2 separate regions of the Macaca mulatta genome follow, and region 2 is linked to region 1. A link is a contact called in public Hi-C data. All regions are on one chromosome and are shown on one strand. Each heading gives the region's core, a stretch centred on a gene start, on an enhancer-like site or on the middle of the called end of the contact. The rest is flanking DNA. Distances are from core to core; before and after follow the strand shown.

Region 1 (6,758 bases), core at 3,466-5,965:
TTACAGTGAGACTTTTAATGCATGTGTATGTCTTATGTATTCAAAAAATAGAAAATAAAAAGGTGAGCTTAAAATTGAATGCATACTAAAACCAATACACCTAATTGCATATTAAATTGGTAACATAACATCACAAGTGATTTTTGAACACAGTTCTCTTTATTTAGTGAAATATTTTTCAAAGACAAAAAGTACAAATAAATTTTTAATTTTTATGTAAGAAAGGATAGGAGATAGGAATAGAAAGACATACAGTTAATTCTCATTACTGTACCTGTGATAGTTAGATTTTATAAGTAGCCACCAACAAATAATTAGTGAATACTAAACCATTGCTACTAGGGGAAGTACAGAATTAAGTTCCTGTGAGCGTCTGGTGACAATGTTTTCATCAACTGACCAATATATAACCTTGTTTTATGTGTGTTTTTATTTAAAAACATCTTTATATTGTGATTCATTAGCACTGAACTCAGGGCCAACAGCCCTATAACTCATAGCTGAAGGAAGCTTATTTATTACATGTGTTTTCTCCATAAGGCACATTACAACCTTCTTGTACCTTCAAATACTAGACAAAACTTTAGCACTGTGCTTGGAGGCAACTTTAAACAGCAAAATCACCAACAAAAATAGCAAAAATGCTGAAAATACAGCACTAAATGTACCAGAAAAGGGACATTTACTTATAGTATGAGAGATGACACGAGAAGGCAGTGTCACTCTGTTTAACCTCATCTGGGAATGTACGTGATAGGCAACTCAAATGTTCTGCTTCTCTATGCATGTCCTCAAAAGACCATGAAAGCTTCCAACATTGATTTGGGCATTACAAATAAATGTTAGTGAACAGGTGAATTTGCGAATAAGGAATGCACAAATAATGGGGATTATCTGCTTACCCCCTAGAAGGATGAACAAGGAATAAATGGTTACCTATGGGCATGAAAGGAGGGGGAATAGGGACATAAAATGATAAAGCTATTAAGTAAAGTGTTTTAGGAAATGGATATTTGCACAGTCCCAAAATATCATCCTCCGGATAACTGATAATTATACAGGGGAAAATGCACTTTTACAATGGAACATTCAGAGGTTACCACCTTAATCAAGTATCAAACTTAGCAGGAGAATTGCTTGAACCCAGGAGGCAGAGGTTTCAGTGAGCTAAGTTCATGCCACTGCATTCCAGCCTGGGCCACACAGTGAGACTCTGTCTCAAAAACAAAAAACAACAACAAAAACCGGCCATGGGCAGTGGCTCACACCTATAATCCCAGCACTTTGGGAGGCTGAGGTAGGCAGATACCTGAGGTCAGGAGTTTGAGACAAGCCTGGCCAACATGGTGAAACCCCATCTCTATTAAAAATACAAAAATTAGCCGGGCGTGGTGGTAGGCGCCTGTAATCCCAGCTATTCGGGAGGCTGAGGCAGGAGAATCATTTGAACCTGGGAGGCGGAAGTTACAGTGAGCTGAGATTGTGCCACTGCACTCTGCCCTGGGCGACAGAGCAAGACTCTGTCTCAAAAAAAAAAAAAAAGACTAAAAGAACTTAACAACCAAATGCAATAGGTAAGCTTTGATTGGGTCCCAGTTTGGAAGAAAAAGCTATAGTTATAATACAACTCAGGAATTCTGAATATCAAATTATATCAAGAAATAACAGCCAAGCGCGGTGGCTCACGCCTGTAATCCCAGCACTTTGGGAGGCCGAGGCGGGCAGATCACGAGGTCAGGAGATCGAGACCATCCTGGCTAACACGGTGAAACCCCGTCTGGACTGAAAAAAAATACAAAAAATTAGCCGGGCGTGGTAGCGGGCGCCTGTAGTCCCAGCTACTCAGGAGGCTCAGGCAGGAGAATGGCATGAACCTGGGAGGTGGAGCTTGCATGAGCGGAGATGTGACAATGCACTCCAGCCTGGGCAACAGAGCGAGACTCCGTCTCAAAAAACAAACAAACAAAAAAAACAGTTGATTTTCTTACGTGTAGTAATAATATTGTGGTTATGTAAGTAAACATCCCTGTTTTTAGAAAATGTGTGCTGAAGTGCAACATTACACCTCCCACTCTCAAATAATTCAACAAAATGAAAAAGACAGACACACACATACCAACTAGTATGGTAGTATTAATAATAAAACTAGTATAAAACTAGTGTGGTAGTATTAATAATTATTAACCTGGAGTGGAAGATACACAGGTACTCCTTGAACTATTTTTTCAACTTTTTTTGTTTGCTATCTTTTATATTAAGAAATTGGAGAGAAAATAATCAATTCCAGTTGCCCAGCTTCCTCTCACAATCTGACCTCACAATTCCCATTTTCCCATAAATTTTCCCAATCACAATTCTCTTTCTCTCATAAATTTTCAACTTCTTCTATGGCTCCTTCACCTGGCCAGCTCATAAAGTCCCAATACTTAAATGAACAATTATATGCTGATGACTCCAAAATCCCTATCTCTACCCCTTAGCTCTCTTAGACTTCAAATCCAACTCACTGTGCCTCCAAATGAACTCACCATTGCCCCTGCCCTCCCGGACCACCACCAAAACCTGTTGCTCCTCCCATATTGACTAACCTAGTGAAGGGCTCCACCCACCTTCCACCCAGTGACCAAGCTGGTAAACTAGGCATATTCTTGACTCTACCCTCTCACAAATCAAAGTTCCCTGAACAACTTCCATTCATCTTTCAGTTCTTAGCTTAGACTTTACTTTCCCTCAGGAACCTTCCCTGTCTCCCCTCAATCTGAGTTAAAGGACCTCTGTAGACCCAAGGTGCCCTGGACTTTTGCTATTTTCACACTTACTGCACGGTATGTTGTCTGTTTGCTGGTCTGTAGACTCCACCAGACTCTACAGTCCAGGAGGACAAGTGCTCCATTTCAAAAATACAATACCAATATTACTAGTAACAATAAAGTGATGGAGTGAGAATTATAATTGACACATAGTTTACACTAAGTAAAATGCACATATCTGTATGCAGTTCAATGCATTTTGATAAATGTATACACCTATGTAACCACCACCTCAATCAAGATACAGTAGAACATTTTCATCACTCCAGAACACTTCCTGTACTCCTTTTTATCAATCCCCTCCGCCTCCCTACTCCCAAATAACCACTTTTCTGCTTTCTATTACCATAGGTCACTTTTGTCTATCTTGAATTTTTCTTTTTTCTTTTTTTGAGAAGGAATCTTGCTCTGTCGCCCAGACTGGAGTGCAGTGGCGCGATCTCGGCTCACTGCAACCTCCACGTCCTGGATTCAAGCGATTCTCCTGCCTTTGCCTCCCAAGTAGCTGGGATTACAGGCATGCGCCACCATGCTAATTTATGCATTTTTAGTAGAGACGGGATTGCCCAGGTTGGCCAGGCTGGTCTCAAACTCCTGAGCTCAAGTGATCCGCCCACCCCATCCTCCCAAAGGGGTGAGATTACAGGCGTGAGCCACTGCGCACGGCACACAACTCCTATTGAGGGAAATCCAGTTACATCTTGTAAAGTTAAATAGGATTCCACATCTAGAACTCCACTCCAAAGATAGGCTTCTACAAATACAAAATAACATATGCATAACGTTATTCATCGCAGCATTATTTATGATAGCCAAAAAACCTGGAAATAACCGATATGTCCATCAATAACCTGTTTGAATAAGCTATGACACCTCCAATCAGTGGAGTGCTATGAAGCTAAAAAAAGGACTGAGGAGACCGCTGTACCCTGATATGGATCGTCAAGTGAAAAGAGCAAGTTAAGGAACACTGTATATACTTCCTTTTGTGTAAGAAAAGGAGCAGATACTCTGTTTATTTGTGTCATCAAAAATAAACAATAGAAAGTATCATTAAGTTGCACCACACTTAAGTGCCTTCTAATGTGATGCAATATGAAGTATTTTCAAAAAAAAAAAAATCTGAACTAGAATCTAATAAAGCTTTTAGATACAGCTTCCAGCCTAAAAGAAATATGGGGAAAGCTTGCACAAGTTAATGAGAAAGGACATTGAGGAACCAAACCCAGAAGGCTGTAGGAAAATAAGAAAACTAATCCATATAACAAACCAATGGCACAAGAGAGAAGGGAGAGAAGCTATTCTAGAGTAAAAAAGACATAAAGCGTTAACAACGAATTACAATGCTGGACAAACCAACTGTAGAAACGACATTTTGAGATAATCAAGGAATTTGACTACAGACTGACTACTAAATGAGGCTGTACTGCCAAAACACAATTCCAAGAGAGAAGGAATCTGCGCGTGGGAACCCCAGGCCCCTTCCCCACTGCCAGGAGCCAGACGTCCCTCCGCAGCCGCGCCGCCCCTCGCTCTACTCCCCGAGCGAAAGCCGCGGGACGTAGCAGACGCACTGACTCCGCCTTCCACCAATCTCGACCCTCGCCGCGTTCCGTTCGTGCGTGGAGCAGTCGGGACTGGAGGCTAGGCCGCCGGGCGGGCAGGGGCTGTGGCGCGGCAAGCGGCGGGCCAGCGATGGCGCGAATGGCGGACTCACAGCTGTTCTGCGTGGCGGAGGAACGCAGCGGCCACTGCGCCGTGGTGGACGGAAACTTCCTCTACGTGTGGGGGGGCTACGTGGTAAGGGGAAGAGGCGGGACGGGGCGAACTCGCGCCGGGAGACGCTCGGCCTGAGCGGACGCAGCGCCCGCCACACCCGCTCCCGAGGCCGCGGCCCAGGCCTGGCGCGCCCGGCGCCTGCCGCCCCCCCCAGCCCCTCCGCTGGCCGCCGCCCCCACAGCCGCGCCAGGGCTTGACGTCGTCCCGCCGTTACTACTTCTGTTAAAGCCTCAGACCCGGCTCCGGGCGTCTTTCCATTCTCCGCCCCCCACCCCCAGCAGTTCAGTAACCCGGGTCTGCCCAATGCAAAGGCAGTTACAGCGCGATTAAGTATTATCCTTACATACTGGCGCAGACTTAGAAGGACCCGAGGACGCCGCGCGGTATCATTTTGTATATATTTCCTTATTCCCACGGCGCGATTCGAAATAAAATATTGAAATCACTGAAGCATTTAAATTTTTTTTTTTGTTTTTTTTTTTGTTTTTGTTTTTGAGATGGAGTTTCGCTCTTGTTGCCCAGGGCTGGAGTGCAATGGCACGATCTCAGCTCACCGTAACCTCCGCCACCCCAGGTTCAAGCGATTCTCCTGCCTCAGCCTCTCTAGTAGCTGGGATTACCGGCATGTGCCATCATGCCCGGTTAGTTTTGTATTTTTAGTTGAGACAGGGTTTCCCATGTTGGTCAGGCTGGTCTCGAGCGACCTCAGGTGATCCGCCCTCCTTGGCTTCCCAGAGTACTGGGATTACAAGCCTGAGCCACCGTGCCTGGCCTATATATTTAAATATTTCTAAGCTATTTTTAGTGGTGTTTCTTTACTAATGGCTACGAATATTTTTCTAGTCTCAGAATAGACCCATGTTAGCAATAATATGCTAAGGAATATTATGCTTTAAAATTCTTGTTACAATGGAGGTTTGAACGTATGTGTGTGTTGTGTGTCCATAATCACAGAATTATAGAAGCAAGAATGGTAAAGCTGGAAAACAGGAATACTATATGCCAACCCTCTTAGTTTACAGATTTTTTTTCTTAAGCCATCTGGAAGTTCTACTGATAGTAGAACCTACATCTTCTGTCTCGCTACCATTATATGACAGACCTGTGACATGACTGAATCACATTGAAATGACCAACAGACAGGCATACGTCGAAAGTATGGTGGGTTCTGTTCCAGACCACTGCAATAAAGCGCGGTCATACGAATTTTTTTATATCTTAGTGTATATAAAAGTCATGTTTACACTGTAGTGTGTTAAGTATGCAATAGTATTATGTGTAAAAAAAAAATGTACCTGGCCGGGCGTGGTGGCTCACACCCGTAAGCCCAGCACTTCGGGAGGCTGAGACGGGTGGATTACCTGAAGTCAGGAGTCCGAGAACAGCCTGGCCAACATGGTGAAACCCCGTCTCTACTAAAAATACAAAAATTAGCCGGACATGGTGGCGGATGCCTGTAATCCCGGCTAGTCGGGAGGCTGAGCCAAGATCGTGTCATTGCACTCCAGCCTGGGCGACAGAGGGAGACTCCGTCTCAGAAAAAAAAACAAAAACAAAAACAAAAAAACTGTACATACCTAATTTCAAAATTATTGCTAAAAAATGCTAAGAATTATCTGAGCCTTCAGTGAGTTGTATTCTTTTTGCTCATGGAGGGTCTTCCTCCATGTAGATGGCTACTGACTGATTAGGGTGGTTGTTGCTGAAGGTTGTAGTGGCTGTGGCAATTTCTTAAAATAAGACAATGAAGTTTGCCACATTGAGCCTTCCTTTCACAAAATATTTCTCTGTAGCATGCAGTGCAGTTTGATTGTGTGTGTGTGTGTGTGTGTGTGTGTGTGTGTGTGTGTGTGTGTTGAGACGGAGTCTCTCCTGCAACCTCCGCCTCCCAGGTTCAAGCGATTCTCCTGCCTCAGCCTCCTAAGTAGCTGGGATTACAGGTGTGCACCACCATGCCTGGCTAATTTTTGTATTTTTTACAGGCGTGAGCCACTGTGCCCAGCCATGAAATGTATTTTCTTAAATAATAAGACTTGAAAGTCAAAATGATTCCTTGATCCATGGGCTACAGAATGGATATTGTGTAGCAGGCAGGAAAAGATAAATCTTGTAGATCTCCATCAGAGCTCTTGGGTAACTAGGTGCGTTATCAATGAGTAGTGAGTGATA
Region 2 (6,586 bases), core at 1,818-4,317, 77 kb after region 1:
AGCTGTGTCCACAGCCGCCCTTTCCCCCAGGTGCTCTGTCTCAGGGAGAGGGTTTTTTTGTTTGTTTTTTGAGACGGAGTCTCGCTCTGTCACCCAGGCTGGAGTGCAGTGGCACTATCTCGGCTCACTGCAACCTCCATATCCCGGGTTCAAGCAATTCTTCGGCCTCAGCCTCCCAAATAGCTGGGATTACAGGCGCCCACCACCACGCCCGGGTAATTTTTGTATTTTTTTAGTAGTGATGGGGTTTCACCATGTCAATCAGCTGGTCTCGAACTCCTGACCTCAAGTGATCCACCCACCTCGGCCTCCCAAAGTCCTGGGATTATAGGCATGAGACAGTGCGCCAGGCTGACTTAAGTGAAGAAAATCTGGCCTCACACAGGTACATAGTTAGAAAAGAGAGTTCCTTAAGGAGCCCCTGAAAAGATCTCCAGGTACCCACAGGGCTTGGAACTATACTTTGATACAATGAGAAACTCTGCTTATAATAAAACTAATTAATGTGTTTCAGAGACTCTTTTTGTTGTTACTGTTCTAAGTAGGATAAAAGTATGGTTTGAAACATAAATAGTAAATCAAAGTGGATATTATAGTATTTTATTAAATGGCATTTATATATGAAATATAGGCTGGGCGCGGTGGCTCACACCTGTAATCCCAGGATGTTGGGAGGCCAAGGTGGGTGGATCACGAAGTCAGGAGATTGAGACCCATCCTGGCCAACATGTTGAAACCCCATCTCTCCTAAAAATACAAAAATTAGCCAGGCAAGGTGGCGTTAGCCTGTAGTCTCAGCTACTCGGGAGGCTGAGGCAGGAGACTCACTTAAACCTGGTGGGGGCAGAAGTTGCAGTGAGCCAAGATCGTGCCACTGCACTCCAGCCTGGGTGACAGAGCGAGACTGCACCTAAAATAAATTAATAAATAAATACACACACACACATATTCAACATATCTTTGACTCTAGGTAAAGATGTATTGATTTATGCATCCAGAAATGTTTATGGTACTATATTTAGTCCCTTAGAAGCTGTGGCCCCTATGGTTCTAAGGATAGAATGTAGTGGGTAGAAACTTAGGGGATGTTAGTGATTATTATTATATTTAAAATGCCACAGGAGTGAAGCAATGATCTGATTCAAAGAGGGACTCTTTTATAAGGATTTTGAATGTATGATATTAGAAAATATTCCTCAGTCTAATCCTGATAATGGTAATCTCTTCCATTACCATGGTAACCCACTCATACCTGTGACAAATATTTTCTGAGTGCCTCTGTTGGGGAAACAGAATTAAAAACAAAATATTTTCCCAACCCAGAAAGCCTTTCCACAAAGGTAGTTGAGAAAGCGCTTTCATTTGTTGAATAAGCATTAAACCAGAATGTGATGTCCATCACAGGCAATCTGCTAAGAGATTGCAAGGACAAAGAAATCTCACCTTTTCATATAGCCAAGCAGATACAAAGCATTACATACACGGTCTCAAGAAAAACAATAACTAGTCTTCCAGTAAGAGGACTTAACAGTACCACTTGTCACACACAGTTCATCCTAGATTCACCTGATAAGGTGACTGTGTTAGCTGATTAGCTGTATTCAGAGGAAAAGCAAACTTCTCATATCTTTGACAGAAGGTGGTTTTGCAACATGCGCAAGAGGCCACTGAAGTTAAGCTCATACTTCAAGCTTAGAATTTAACAGGGGAAACTAACAATAGACAAGTAATTAATTACATGATGGTTTTAATAAGTGGTATGGAGAAGTACCAAGGATGCTAACAGCATCTAATAGGGAACCTAAAAGTAGACTGGGGCATCCAGAAAGGTTTCCCCAAGGAAGTTTCAACTGAATTGAGAGGTGAAGAATAAGTTATGGCCGAGTGCAGTGGCCCTGTAATTCCAGCACTTTGGGAGGCCGAGGTGGGAGGATCACTTGAGGTCAGGAGTTCGAGACCAGCCGGGCCAACACGGCCAAACCCCATCTCTACTAAAAATACAAAAATTAGCCGGGAGTGGTGGCAGACACCTGTAATCCCAGCTACTCGGGATGCAGAGGCAGGAGAATCATTCGGATCTGGGAGGCGGAGGTTGCAGTGAGCGAGATCGAGCCATTGCACTCAAGCCTGGGGGACAAGAGCGAGACTGCTCTCAAATACAAAAACAAACAAACAAAAAGGTGATAGAAGGGTAATGTAGCTGTAGCTGGAAGGAGGACCCAGCCAGGAATTGAAGCTGGAAAGGCAAGCTGGGGCTGGACCATGCTGAGTCTTCTTGCACAGCACTGTGATATGAATTATTATTATTATTATTATTGAGACGGAGTTTCATTCTTGTTGCCCAGTCTGGAGTACAACCATGCCCTCTCGGTTCACTGTGACCTCCACCTCCGGGCTTCAAGAGTTTCTCCCGCCTCAGCCTCCCAAGTAACTGGGATTACAGGCACCGGCCACCCCGCCTGCGTAATTTTTTTGTATTTTTAGTAGAGAAGGGGTTTCGCCATGTTGGCCAGACTGGTCTCGAACTCCTGACCTCAGGTGATCCTCCTGTCTCAGCCTCCCAAAGTGTTGGGATTACAGGCGTGAGCCACCGCGCCCAGCCGAGATTTGAAATTTGGATTCTACTAAGGACGACGGGAGCCAGCACAAGGTTTTCAAGTGACTTGATCAGATTCCCAAGGTTGGTTCACAAGGAACTTCGATAATCGCAGTCTAGTGAGCATAATTGCACTGGGAGAAGGCACTGCTGCAAGAATCCTGTGAGCCAGACAGATGAGGGCACCAACCAGGATGGGTGGCAGATAAGGTCTTAACAGCCTCAAGGTGATTTGCTTCCTTGTTGAAGGCTTTAATTAATCCTCTTAAGTAACTTTCAAGTTCTTGAGTTCAAGTAAACACACTGGTCCACTAGGGGAGGAGTGTCAGGCTATAAACATTTTAATAATTAAAAAGAAAAGGCTTTAATTGGTCAAAGTATTCATTTTCTATGGAGTGCTCCCAACCAGAAGATGAGGGAAATGGAGATAATGAAGCACGCCCCTCCTACCAAACACGATAAATTCTAGAGGCACTGTGAGATCAGGAATTTAAGGTGTATTTTTGTCCCACCCTGTTTTACAGGTGAGGTATCAAGTACGGTAACTCGTAATTTTCTTTTGGCCCAATCGAAAGGTATCATATAAAACAAAAGAAAGCTGTGTATGCGTGAAAAGGATCCGCCTTCCTCTCTGAAGAAAAGGGTGATTACGGCTTCGGAAACGCTTTTCAACCCAACACTGCTGCCCGGCTGGCGGCAACGGCGGCGGCGGCAACGACAGATTCCTGCAGAAGCGGCGCCCGGCAGGGGCGGCGGGAGCTCGGGAGAGGCCGCCGGGGATCGGGCGGGGCCCCGCGTGAGAGCTAAGCGCCTGCCCTCGCGCCCGCAGGACAGCAGGGCCTGCATCGACTCTAAGGCGAGACCAGAAACTTGCTAGTGGAGCAATTCTGGTGCCCCTGCCAGGGCTGTGAACCCTCTGAGATCATCCCTCAATCAAACGAATAGAAATTCTCGGGAAGAAAAAAAAAAAAAATTGCAGGAATCCGGCTAAAATTCAGCAGCTTTCAGGGACCGATTCAGGGCATTATCCCTGTGGTTCCCTCGGCGAAAGGAGACTCGAAGCGCGACTGGAAGTCGCCGGGCCCCACAGAGCTGCGGTGCCCAGGCCGTAGGCTGTGGCGCGGGCGGAGGCGGCGGCGGCGGCGGCGGCGGCAGCGGCAGCGGGAGGACTCGGCGCTGGGGGCGCTGAGCGGCAGCCTCGCTTCCGGAGCTCGGCGGGCGGCGTCAGAGGAACGGGCGGCTTCCGGTCGGGGCGTAAACAAGGCCGTGGGCTGCAGGAGGCGGGGCGGACGGGCTGCAAGAGGGAGCCGGCCAGACCCGGATCTCTTCCCCGCCGTGCTCCGGGTCCCGGGCCCGCGCCGCCGCCGCCTGGCTCCGCTCGCGGCCCCGCTGTCTGCAGGCGTGCCCCGGCGGCGGCGGAGAGCCGTCCTCGGCCGAGGAGGCTGGTAAACGCGAGCGCAGGCGGCAAAGAGGCCTTAACGCCGTCCCTTTTGCCGCCGCCTTCTTTTTGCCGCGCGCCACTGTGCATTTCTCTCCTTTTCCTTTGTTTCTTTGGCCCCTCGCGGGTGTGGGCATTCCTGGTGAGCAAAAGTGCAGCCTCAAGATGGCTGATGGCAACGAGGATATGCGGGCGGACGACTTGCCGGGGCCAGCCTTCGAGAGCTATGAGTCCATGGAGCTCGCCTGCCCCGCCGAGCGCAGCGGCCACGTAGCCGTCAGCGACGGGCGCCACATGTTCGTCTGGGGCGGCTACAAGGTCAGTGAGTGGCCGGGCCGCGGCAGACGTCGCTCGGCTGTGACTTGGGTCTGGGTTCGCGGCCAGGCGGGGAGGCCAGAGCGGCCCGCCAAGGGCGCTCCCCGCCTCCGTCGCGCGCCCCACCTCAGACTCTGCCCGTTGGTTGGTTTTTCTTGCGCGCGGGAATCTTCCTTCTCTCGAGTCCCCCAACCCGTCTCGAACCTCCAGGGCTGCTGGCACGTCAACCTGGTGCTCACAAAGCCAACTCACTCCCACCCCCGTTGTTGCCATTGGAGCGTTATTCCGGGGAAGGCCCTGTTAATGTTGCTTGGGCGGTGCATTCGGAAGGGTTGGGGTGTGTAAGGTGACGGTGTGTGATATCACTCAGACGCGTTATCAGGACGGCCTACGAGGACTTTACCCTCTGGAGCTAGAAACCGCTGCCCACTTAACGGGGAGTCCGAGGTGTAGGAAAACTGGAATTCCAAAAGGTTACAGGAATCACCTTATTCAGCCTTCTCGCCTGTGCAAATGGCCATCATACTATTGTTTGAACCTCTCAGGACTATTTTCCTTCTGGCTTCAGCTGGGTGAAGTTTTTCAGCAGACACCCGTATTAAAGATAATGGAAAAGCTCCACCAGTAACCAAAAAATCCACAGCATCAAATGAACACAGAGTGCAGCTCTTTGACTCTCCGATCCCCTGGTTATAAACAACGTGATTAGTTAGCAGTTTAAAGCCAGTTGCCCTTCTTTACCCTGCTACCTCGGAAATCTAAAATTTTATTTGCTGGGATGGCTCTGATCCAGTCCTACCACAAAATTCCTCTTTGGTCTTGAAAATGTTCTCCGCCCTCCCTATGCCCATGCCTTGTGATTGCTTTTAGCTTATGGTACAGTTGATTTGATCATAGTTGACCATTTTTGAGACAGCTTTCAAAGATAGCTGTCCTGATACTTTAATTTGGTTTAACTGCAGAAGTAATTTTTTGCCAATCCTAATTAATCTGCAGTGTTTTTCCCAGTCTCCGGTGAATGTGGTTAGAAAATAGAAAGGGGGGCTGGGCGCGGTGGCTCACTCCTCTAATCCTAGCACTTTGGGAGGCCAAGGTAGGTGGATCACCTGAAGTCAGGAGCTGGAGACCAGTCTGGCCAACATGGTGAAACTCCGTCTCTACTAAAAATACAAAAAAAATTAGCCGGGCGTGGTGACGGGCGCCCTAATCCTGGCTACTTGGGAGGCGGAGGTTGCAGTGAGCTGAGACGGCGCCATTGCACTCCAGCCCGGGCAACAAGAAGGAAACTGTCTCAAAAATACTTTAGAAAGGGGTAGGGAATTGCAAGGAGGGGGGCAAGCATGTAGTCACCCTTATAAAAATGTAAATTAATTCCCCTGGAGAAACCTGTCAATTACACTTCTGTCTAAGCTACCTAATTCATAATTGTATTTTTAAAATGACAGCATGAAAGAATGAGACTTTGGGAGTGGGGCAGGGGAGGATTCTCAATGTGGAGTATTTCTTGTGGTGGATTTAAAAAGGCCTGGATGATTGGGACTGATTCAGGGAGAAGCACACAATCACTGAATTGGATGGTTCTGAAACAGACTGCCCTCCCCATTTATGGCTGGTGGCTGGAACTCTGAGGGTAGGCACAGAAGCCCTTGGAGACTGTTTCAAAGGCAATAAACCTTGGCTTCCTACATAGTAGGCAGTTTTCCTCCCCAGGACAGGCTGGTCACCTCTGGGTCAGCCCACTTCCAGCCTTTCCCTTCATCACCGGTGGGGTGGAAAAAGAAGTGTTTACATGGTCAACTGTTCTGTTTCTGTATGTTTATTATTCAAGCTTGCTGGACTTTGACACCCATTTTTGGCTAGCCGCAGTCGTGTACTGTATCAACATTGTTTGGAAAGTGGCTAGGGAGGGTCAAAGGCAGGGAATGTCAAGCAGTTGTTAAAGTTCAGGGAAAGGATAGAATCCTGGCGCCACCATTACTTCATAAATAACCTTGGGCAAATTACTTAAACTCTAAACTCATTTTCTCATAAAATCAGCTATTTTTTAGGGTTGTTGTAAGGATTACATAAAGCAATCCATGGATAGCTTTCAGCTGCAGCATATGGTAGGCTCAGTCTGTGTTAGGAATTAATACCTGAAGGGAAATGGAGCAGAACAAAGAACTTAAAATTCTGCATGAGGATTTAATATTTTGCATATTTGCAGTTCTGCCCTCTCTGTTGCTGCTTAGAGAATG

What was found. Hi-C and Micro-C count contacts between places; a contact is called where the count stands out from the background.
Region 2: a Hi-C map of fetal cortex germinal zone shows a contact between it and region 1, with 4 times the contacts expected there. The contact joins the promoter of KLHDC2 here to the promoter of POLE2 in region 1. A contact is called at or near these places in 3 of 14 Hi-C or Micro-C datasets (cortical neurons, fetal cortex germinal zone and liver).

Annotation. Positions count from the first base shown.
Region 1 is chr7:122,916,596-122,923,353 of T2T-MMU8v2.0, forward strand. POLE2 (DNA polymerase epsilon 2, accessory subunit) reads right to left here and starts at 4,716. Exons shown (of 19, transcript XM_028851535.2): 1 at 4,528-4,716. It overlaps KLHDC1 (kelch domain containing 1), which reads left to right and starts at 4,440. Exons shown (of 13, transcript XM_015143652.3): 1 at 4,440-4,610. The coding sequence starts at 4,506.
Region 2 is chr7:122,995,657-123,002,242 of T2T-MMU8v2.0, forward strand. It overlaps KLHDC2 (kelch domain containing 2), which reads left to right and starts at 3,068. Exons shown (of 13, transcript XM_077940970.1): 1 at 3,068-3,120.